Linked DNA regions of Zea mays: all the other regions are linked to region 2. A link is a contact called in public Hi-C data. All regions are on one chromosome and are shown on one strand. The core of a region is the stretch at or near the end of the contact, and the rest is flanking DNA. Distances in the headings are between cores, read along the strand shown. Region 1 has its middle 140 kb from the start of LOC100382063. Region 2 overlaps LOC103648908 (phosphoinositide phosphatase SAC7). Region 3 has its middle 97 kb from the start of LOC100382063.

The links. A called contact is a pair of places that touch in the nucleus more often than the background predicts.
Region 1: a contact with region 2 is called in a Hi-C map of ear, with 1.7 times the contacts expected there. The contact joins two enhancer-like sites. A contact is called at or near these places in 2 of 25 Hi-C or Micro-C datasets (ear and tassel).
Region 3: a Hi-C map of endosperm shows a contact between it and region 2, with 2.7 times the contacts expected there. The contact joins two enhancer-like sites. A contact is called at or near these places in 2 of 25 Hi-C or Micro-C datasets (ear and endosperm).

What each region holds. Positions count from the first base shown.
Region 1 is chr2:130,143,688-130,146,387 of Zm-B73-REFERENCE-NAM-5.0, forward strand. No RefSeq gene overlaps it. Among protein-coding and RNA genes, the nearest start is that of LOC100382063, 140 kb to the left of the region's middle. Within about 2 kb of position 1,369, at least 10 of the 20 cell types and tissues checked have an H3K27ac peak or open chromatin away from gene starts, as enhancers often do. A contact at or near this core is called in ear, where this site is marked.
Region 2 is chr2:129,944,385-129,947,124 of Zm-B73-REFERENCE-NAM-5.0, forward strand. It overlaps LOC103648908 (phosphoinositide phosphatase SAC7), which reads left to right. Exons shown (of 19, transcript XM_020548405.1): 17 at 1,858-1,950; 18 at 2,425-2,491. Among protein-coding and RNA genes, the nearest start is that of LOC100382063, 59 kb to the right of the region's middle. Within about 2 kb of position 1,262, at least 19 of the 20 cell types and tissues checked have an H3K27ac peak or open chromatin away from gene starts, as enhancers often do. A contact at or near this core is called in ear and endosperm, where this site is marked.
Region 3 is chr2:130,101,333-130,104,032 of Zm-B73-REFERENCE-NAM-5.0, forward strand. No RefSeq gene overlaps it. Among protein-coding and RNA genes, the nearest start is that of LOC100382063, 97 kb to the left of the region's middle. Within about 2 kb of position 1,274, at least 17 of the 20 cell types and tissues checked have an H3K27ac peak or open chromatin away from gene starts, as enhancers often do. A contact at or near this core is called in ear and endosperm, where this site is marked.

The DNA.
Region 1 (2,700 bases), core at 119-2,618, 200 kb after region 2:
TTTTTGAGACATTAGTAGAGTATATAAATAAATAGATTTATAATTTTAAAGATTTTTAATGACTTTTTTGTAGTTTGATTGTACAATAATTGCATGAAAGTTTTGATTGCACATCCGTTTAACTTCACAAAGAATAGCTTACATAGATGATGGCCACGACAACTATCTGATGATGGCCACGATCTGTGACAGAGCGAAATTGGGAGCAGTAAAGCCTTTTTACAATGGTTTCACTTTCAAATCTCTCTATTCATACTTACTATACGTTTTTATATACATTTTTCTCAAGAATTCTTATCTCTATTTCACCTTCTTTGCAACTGTTTCTCTTATTCAGCTCCCTTTACACTTTGACACAATATGAGACTTTTCTATGTCACTTTTAGAGTTTAAAATATACAATATTTATAATATCGTAATATATATTATTATCATGTAATTAAATTTGAAAATATTTAATTTTAAAATTAAAAGCACTATTAATGAAAGAGGAGATTAGACTCCCCTGGCTCTCTCCCCTCTTTCGAGAGGGATACCTAGAGGAACTCCGGTATATAGGACTTGACGAGAGGGAGAAAGCTTGGAGAACTCTTGGAACCGTTCAATGTTCAACAAAGCTTAGTAAAATACCAATTTTATCGATAACATTTCTCCTAGCCTTATAGTTCAGGCTGACTCCAAAAATAGCGTGCATATGGACATGCATAATCACTGTAAATATACTGTTTGTAGAATGGAGTTTGAAACGAAAAGTGAGATAGTGAGTGTGATAGGAAGGCTATTGAAGATAGCTTCACCAGTGGCAGCACTGCCGCGACTGCCCACTGAACAACAACAACAGGAACTCGAACTACCAAATGGTTGAAGACTTCTTTAAAAAACGCACCTTCAAAAAGGACAGTTACACTATTTCTGAAGCTTTGAGGCTTTATGCGTAAAAGTAGCCTATGTTACATCAAACATTTGAATTATAAATATTAAATATAATTTAATTATAAAAACTAATTACATATATAAAGGCTAAAAAGGGACAAATTTATTAAACTTATTAAGCCTAAATTTAATACTTATAATTAATATTCAAATATTTGATGTAGTGTAATACAAACCAAATTTTTGCCAGGTGAACCAAACACCCAAGACCAATAAAAGTATATCTGACCGTCTGGAGAAATTTTAAAATTTAGCATCTAATTCGTAAGTTTTGACACCCTGGTCCATAGTAGCTCATTATGATAGGGTGTTGAAATGCTTATGATTTGGGTGGGGTCATATTTCAAAACCTCTCGACCGCCTGAGGTAGGGCACGCACGCGCAGACCATTCCACGGCGACGTGAGAGCGTTCGGGGAGGGTCGCAGCCTGCACACAGCCTGTTCGATGGAATGTCGCAGCATTTCGGAGACCTTTCTGCGCGCGAATGCCGCGCTCTGCGTGCTCGCCCCAGCCATCTGCGGGCTGTGCGGTGCCCACCGCCGCAGTATTCACTTCAAACCAGGCCCGGCCTCGCCCGAAGAGGACGATGTGCGAGACCGCGCCCCGCTTCCGCGGCGATGGTACCGGGCAGCATACGCCCGGCTGCTCCGTCATTCGGGGTCACTGGCAGGGGTTGCAGGTGGCTTTCCGTGGCACGGGGCGAGGGGATCCCTCGTCGCATGCCCGCACGCCGCCACCCGGGCCGCGCACTTTGACGCGCTCGCGGGTGAGTTCGTCGCCGCCGTGGCCACCGTGAGCCGCGGCCACCCGCCGCTGAAGATGGAGGTGACGTCGCTGAGATCGCTGACGCAGGTCTGCGACGTGCTCGGCGTATCAGCCCAGCGGAGGAAGAGCGTGCGGCTCAACGTCTGCCCGCAGGTGACGCAGCACCACGTCTGGCGGGGCGCGCTCGAGGCGGTGCTCGGGGATCTCCAGGCCGACATGGCGTCTCTGGATAGCCCGAGCCCAGGGATCAAGATGGCCGAGCAGATCGCCTCCGCTTGCAACGGCTTCCTGTCGGACACGGCGACGTCCTCATCGCCGTCCTGGATGCGCCCAACGCCGTTCAAGAAACCAGCAGAACCGACGGCTCCCGCCAAGAAGTGGCAAGAAGTGCTGGACATGTTTACTGACCTCGCCAGGAGCCTGGAGATGGAGGATCGACTCACCGGGCATGTGCAGAAGGTGGAGGCCATGAAGGAGGGGTTGTACCAGATACGTGACGTCGTCATTGAACGGGACATAGCCTTCAAGGAGGCGCGCCGGCAGGACTGCCTGGTGCAGAGGAAGCTGTCCAAGAGCCTGGGGCACTCCTCCAGGTGCCTGTACACGCTGCTCCTCTTCTACCTCTATGGCTCCGTCCGGGACATGGAGGTGCACGTCGGCAAATGCATTTCTGGCGAGGGAGGCAGGAATGTTACCGTTCACGCCGCAGAATTCCTGATCGATGGCGATGAATCGACGATCAGGAGCGGCATCAAGCAACTGAGCCGTGCCCTCCAAATCTTCCGGTTTGTTTGGGAGGCCGCGAATACTGACTGTCATGCCGCCAATCACAATGGTAAAGATGTTGTGGGCAAGAAGAAGAATGAAGATGCAAAGGGTGTGTTGGAGTTGCAAGGTCATCTCTGGAGTTTCGGTGTTGAGGAGAAGACTCTGACATACAGAGGAGACGTGTTCCATATGCATCAGATTCAGTTACCATGAAATCTCCTTTCTCCAACAT
Region 2 (2,740 bases), core at 12-2,511:
ACGTCTCTCACGTTGGCTCTGTATTTACGGTAACCACCTGGATTCATACACGTCTGTTATGTTTGGGTCGTAAGCAACATCACGTTGACCGTTGTGCCAATATTTACGCTATATCTGACACTATTTACACTTAAACTTGAGAGTATTTAACGCTCAAACCTGGCGGTGCGGCCACCAGTATGCCGATCGGGCCGATTCCCACCCGATTGAACCAAAAACACACATCGGTGCTCCTAGTGGGGTCAGGGATGGCTGGTGCGACTAGAAGCACGAATTGGTTGGGACTTTCTGTAACTATTGGAAGCCTTGGGCTCCCAACAACCCCTCCCTATATCACGTACACATATGTCCTAGAAAAGTAGGTGCTTTGATTTAGAGGTTTTACTATAGCGGAACATAGAAATCAGGGCACCAAAAAGTAGGAGAACCTTCAATAATCAAAAATAGAGGTCCTGATTGTGGGCTATTGCTTAGTTGCTCTTACAATTGTATACAGGTAGCAATACAAATATGTAACTAGAGCTATGTAAGAAATTGTTGTGAAAGAGTTTATAGCTGAGTTGGTTAGGTGTCTAAATAATATTTCTCATGTCTTGAGTTCGACTCCTTAGGCTATAGGAGTTTTCACCCCCAAGGGTCGAGTTTTTTAGGGGAGAAACTGTAGGGTTACTATGTGTAATACTGTTTTTTCATAATATAAAAATGCAATGGGTAATATAGATTGACATAATTGATGATCCTTTGGACAGTCAACAGTAGTTTGTGTGTGCATTAAGTGAAGTGCTTTCTGCCTACAGTTTGCCATGTATTTCACTAGCAAACCAAATATTGTAAAACAAATAATATTTAGGAGCAGAGTTATTAAGGCGTCCTCAAGGATGCGGTAAAGCGCTCGGCCGAGATAAGCCGTCCGCCTCGCCTTACCGAGCGCCTAAGGCGAGCGGAATGCGAGTGGGAGAGGGCTCTGCCCGCTGGCACCCGCGTTACGGAGGGAAAGGCGGTCGTGAGGGGGCGCTTGAGTGGCCGCGCCGGTTGCTGGCGGCCGGTGGCCTGGAAGGCGCGCGACGCCCGCCTAGAGTAGTTCTGGCGACGAGATAGACGGAGGAGGGAAGAGGAGAGGGGGCGCACATGCGCAGAGCAGTGCTGGCGGCGGCGACCTGAGTGTTGGGCTGCTGGCGGCGACCTGAGTGTTGGGCTGCTGGCGGCGACGAGCTCAGTGTTGGGCTGTTGGCGGCGGGGGGAGAAGAGCCTGGCGGCTAAGGGAGCGAATGGGAGGGAAGGGAAAGAAGTGGCTGTGTCGGGTGGGTAACCTACTTTTGATGGGCTAAGTGGGCTGCTGGGCTGGTTTATGAACTGCTTGGACTGACCGGACCCTATTTGCTAGTGTAATACATCTATTTGGGACTATATTTCTATATATTTTATTTTTATTATCTTTTATATATTATTAAGACGTCGCATCGTCTTACACCTTATCGCTTAAAAGATAAAAAAGGGTCGATCGCCTTACTTCGCCTTGCCGTCTTAGTAACTATGTTCATGAGACTGTTTGGTAAAATACATTTTTTGTGGCCTTTTATTTTCTAGTCTCCAGGATGTAGTGAATCCTATGTAGTCAACCTTTTTATTTTGTGGGGTGTCTGAATGGGTGGTGGTCTTTGTACCCTTTTATTTTCTCTCCATCAGTAGTAGCACAACACATACAGACAAACCCTCTTTTCTGTAGCTCTTTGAATGACGCATACATACATTTAATTTTAGGATATGACTTCTTTCCATCTAAAACATGTGATCATCGGGATAAGAGTTCTATCAGAGTGCAGCCATTCATTATCCCTATTTTGTTGCCTAATATAGGATGCCATGGATCTTCTTCAAGGACATTACATCTCCTCTGTTAGTCGGGACATGGCAGCTCTAAGCAAACAAGGACTTCTGGAGAATTATGCGGTGGGTACTATTGACATTGCTTGAAATTGCTTTGACTAGATGCGATCATCATAATGTACCTTCTAATTTCAAATTCTTCATGTGTTCTCCATGCTAATAACCTCTCAAAAATATTTTTCCTTGTTACATCGCCATAAAACATTTTTTTCTATAATGAACTACTGCATTTGATTTTTACAACTGTAAAATAAAAATAAGTAGAGAGCTCTTTCTTTGATCTATTTAGCATTTCACGAACCAAGCATCATTTTCTGATTGAGTATACTACTTGATAATAAAGCTTTCTCATTGAAGAAATCTTATGAGACTAAGTTACAATCTTATTAGTTATCCATGTGCGCTAGTGTATAATGATTTCTGTGATTATTGGTAAGACAAAATAAGTTAGAAACTCCTCTTTGTAGACTTGCAAACATTCTCAAAAGTATTTTTGTGAATTACGCTGGCACAATAATCTACAATTTCCCTATGCAGTCCTTCCGCATTGCTTTCGCGTTGGTTGTGGGAGCTCTTATGTTCTTGATTATTGCACTTAAACAAGGTAAGATATCACATTGAAGACTGATATTTTTTGTTCTTTTGGGAAAAATAAACCACCGATAGGCATATTTGCATGTATTGTTATGTCATGATTAAGGGTTTGTTTGTTTGGGATTATAATCTGTTTAGATTATATAATCAACTTTATTGAACTAAGAAAATTTACATTATATAATCTGGATAGATTATAATCCCAAACAAAAAACCCCTAAGCCTCGCCTAAGGTTTACTTGCATTTCTGGAAAGTAGT
Region 3 (2,700 bases), core at 24-2,523, 160 kb after region 2:
GGTTGTGCATCTTTACCCACAAGTCATGTTACCCATCTGCCAAGGGATCGCGACTTCCCGTTCTTCTCTACCGAGGAGACGAGGCAGGGTAGCACTACAAGGCCTTTCCAAAGTTCCACTAGTTCAAGAAAACCCGCTATGGATTTAGGAAGAAGGAAGCATAGGAATCCCCTGTCCGGAATGCCAGGCAGTCCGACCCGAGAACCTCCCTATACTCTGCAACGACGCCTCCCAGCTTGCCCCTTTCAGGTAAGGTAATCTCTCCCTAGCTTTCTTAATTACTTGGCCAAGGGTGTCCCATTCCACCCTTGTGGTAGCACTGTTTTCCCGGGTGGTTCTCCATGTTCCAATTAACACAGTAATCTTATCATGAACAATAAATAATCAACAGTGATAATAAAGAATGATCATGTGTCAAATTTATCTCAACACCCAAAACCATATATAGCAATAGCAAGACTACCCAAAAAGTTCAGTGGTGATCAAGGCACAGGATAAAACAGACTAGGGTGACCTATTGGGTCCCATCAAAATTAAGCCTAAACATGCCATGGTGATTAAAGAGAACATTATTGGGTAAATAAAAGTGGTCAAGGGCACAACTTGCCTTCAACGAGCTCCTGCTCAGAATTATCCACCTGCTGAACACCTGGGTCCTTAGTGGCTTGCTCGTCTACTCGAAACAATACAAACAAACACGGTACGGGAGAAATTAACATCACACCAAACATGAGATCATAATGCATAATAATATTCTACGCATCGTAACGAGATCGTAGGAACAAGAATCACTAAATTTGGAGTTACAATTATCGAGTTATGATTTTCTGAAGTTATTAAGTGGTTGCTTTAGATTAAGCTTAATGAATTTTACTCTATGTTTCATGAATAAACAAAGTTACTAGTTGATAGACAATATTAATACAGAATTAATGCAACTGGAATGGATCAAAAAGGAATTAAAATGGATTTATTATGATTTAAACAAGTTTCTATAACTATTTTAATACAAAAACTCATTTTCTATAATTTTTATTCCATTCAACATCTCTCTGTATTGCGCACAGAAATACTGAAGAGCACAGGGGCTAACTTGTAAAAGTTCTAAGACTCAGGGTATACGTTTCTTAACATGTGATGGACTACGGGTTTATTTCTGTGAAGTTCAGGGACTCTTTAGCAAAAGAACTGGACGAAGGGGTATCGTTCAACGTGGGCCGCCTGATCAAGATCTAACGGTTCGGATTACACCCCCGCTAAGTGAACTAGAGCTCTGGTGGCCGTTGGATCCCCAATCCACGGGCGCGTGCCCACCAGCCCGACATAAAATCCCACGCCCTGGTACTTTGATCGACGGACAAGATCAATTCCCTGTTGAACGGATGCGCCAGACTAATCCCAGTCGTCTATTTCATGATCTATGGACATATTGGCGTCTTCAACCTCTCGACGCCAAGGCACAGCCGACCGCGCCATACCTGATTCTCTCTCTCCAACCGGCCAACCGGCGCTCTGCCCGACCAAGACCAGCACTAGCCACTGACCCACAAGGGTACACCAGCGGTTTGCCGGCCCCAGGACCGCCCCCAACCTCGCCATCCTCGCCCACTCATGACCAACCGATGCATCCAAGGACACCGCAGAGGGGAAAGTGGGCTCACCAGAGTTTGCATTTTGCACTGACCGTCATCGTCGAGTGATGACCCGCCGCCTGAGTAAACTCCGACGAAGGCGCCACGAAGATGAAGCAGGGGGAAGAAATGACAATGCCCTGTAGTTATATAGATACACAGGGGCAGTTGAGCCAGCAGCGCCGAGAATAGCGCGCACTACGTTAATCGATCGACGCTGACAACGGGGCCTAGCGCCAGAGACCGAGAGGAGGTCACGCCACAGTCTGACCCTGATAGGCCGGCGAGCCCGTTCCCATCCACCAAAGGCCGAGAAAATGGAAAACGGCGTACGGGGTCGTGTTGCTGGCATCTAGGGCCCACAGGTCGGCGCCGCGGACGATTGTTGGGCTAGGGTGCGCGGAAAGGAAAGTCAGGTGGGCCGCTGTAGCTAGGTTTTGGCCCAACCGGAGTGCACCCCCTTCTTATTTTTATTCTTTTTGCATTTTCTGGTTTTATTTTATTTTTATTTTAGAACCTCAAATTTGAATCAAAAGTTTGTTGTGAATTTTTTGTACCTAGATTTAAATGTACAATTCAAAAATAACGGCATGAAATAATATCTTTATTTGTATACTTTTCTTACTTTGCATGTAGTCTTCCTTTTCTATTTCATCTTCAAATTCTAGGTTTCAAATTAGGTTAAACCTCCTTCTCCTTATTAATGTATTTTTATTATTATTATTTTTATCATTAAATGCACAAGCAATTAAACTCCAACATGATGCACCATTTTCTTTATTTAGTATAATTGTTGGTAGTCAAGGTTAACCCATGATTTGAAATATGCAAAAGTGAGAATAACAAGACAAGTGGTCAAATGAACATTTTATATTTCCCAATTCTTGTACATTCTATTACTCTCACTATTTGGGTATTACAACACTGTTATCCTGGGTGGTCACTCAACGAACAAGTCCTTACGGAGAGGTACTCAGGAAAATAGCCTGAGTCCCCTAAAGTGTCATAAGAACATCATCATAATCATAAAAACATCATAATATCATAGAGATTCACATCATGTTCTTTG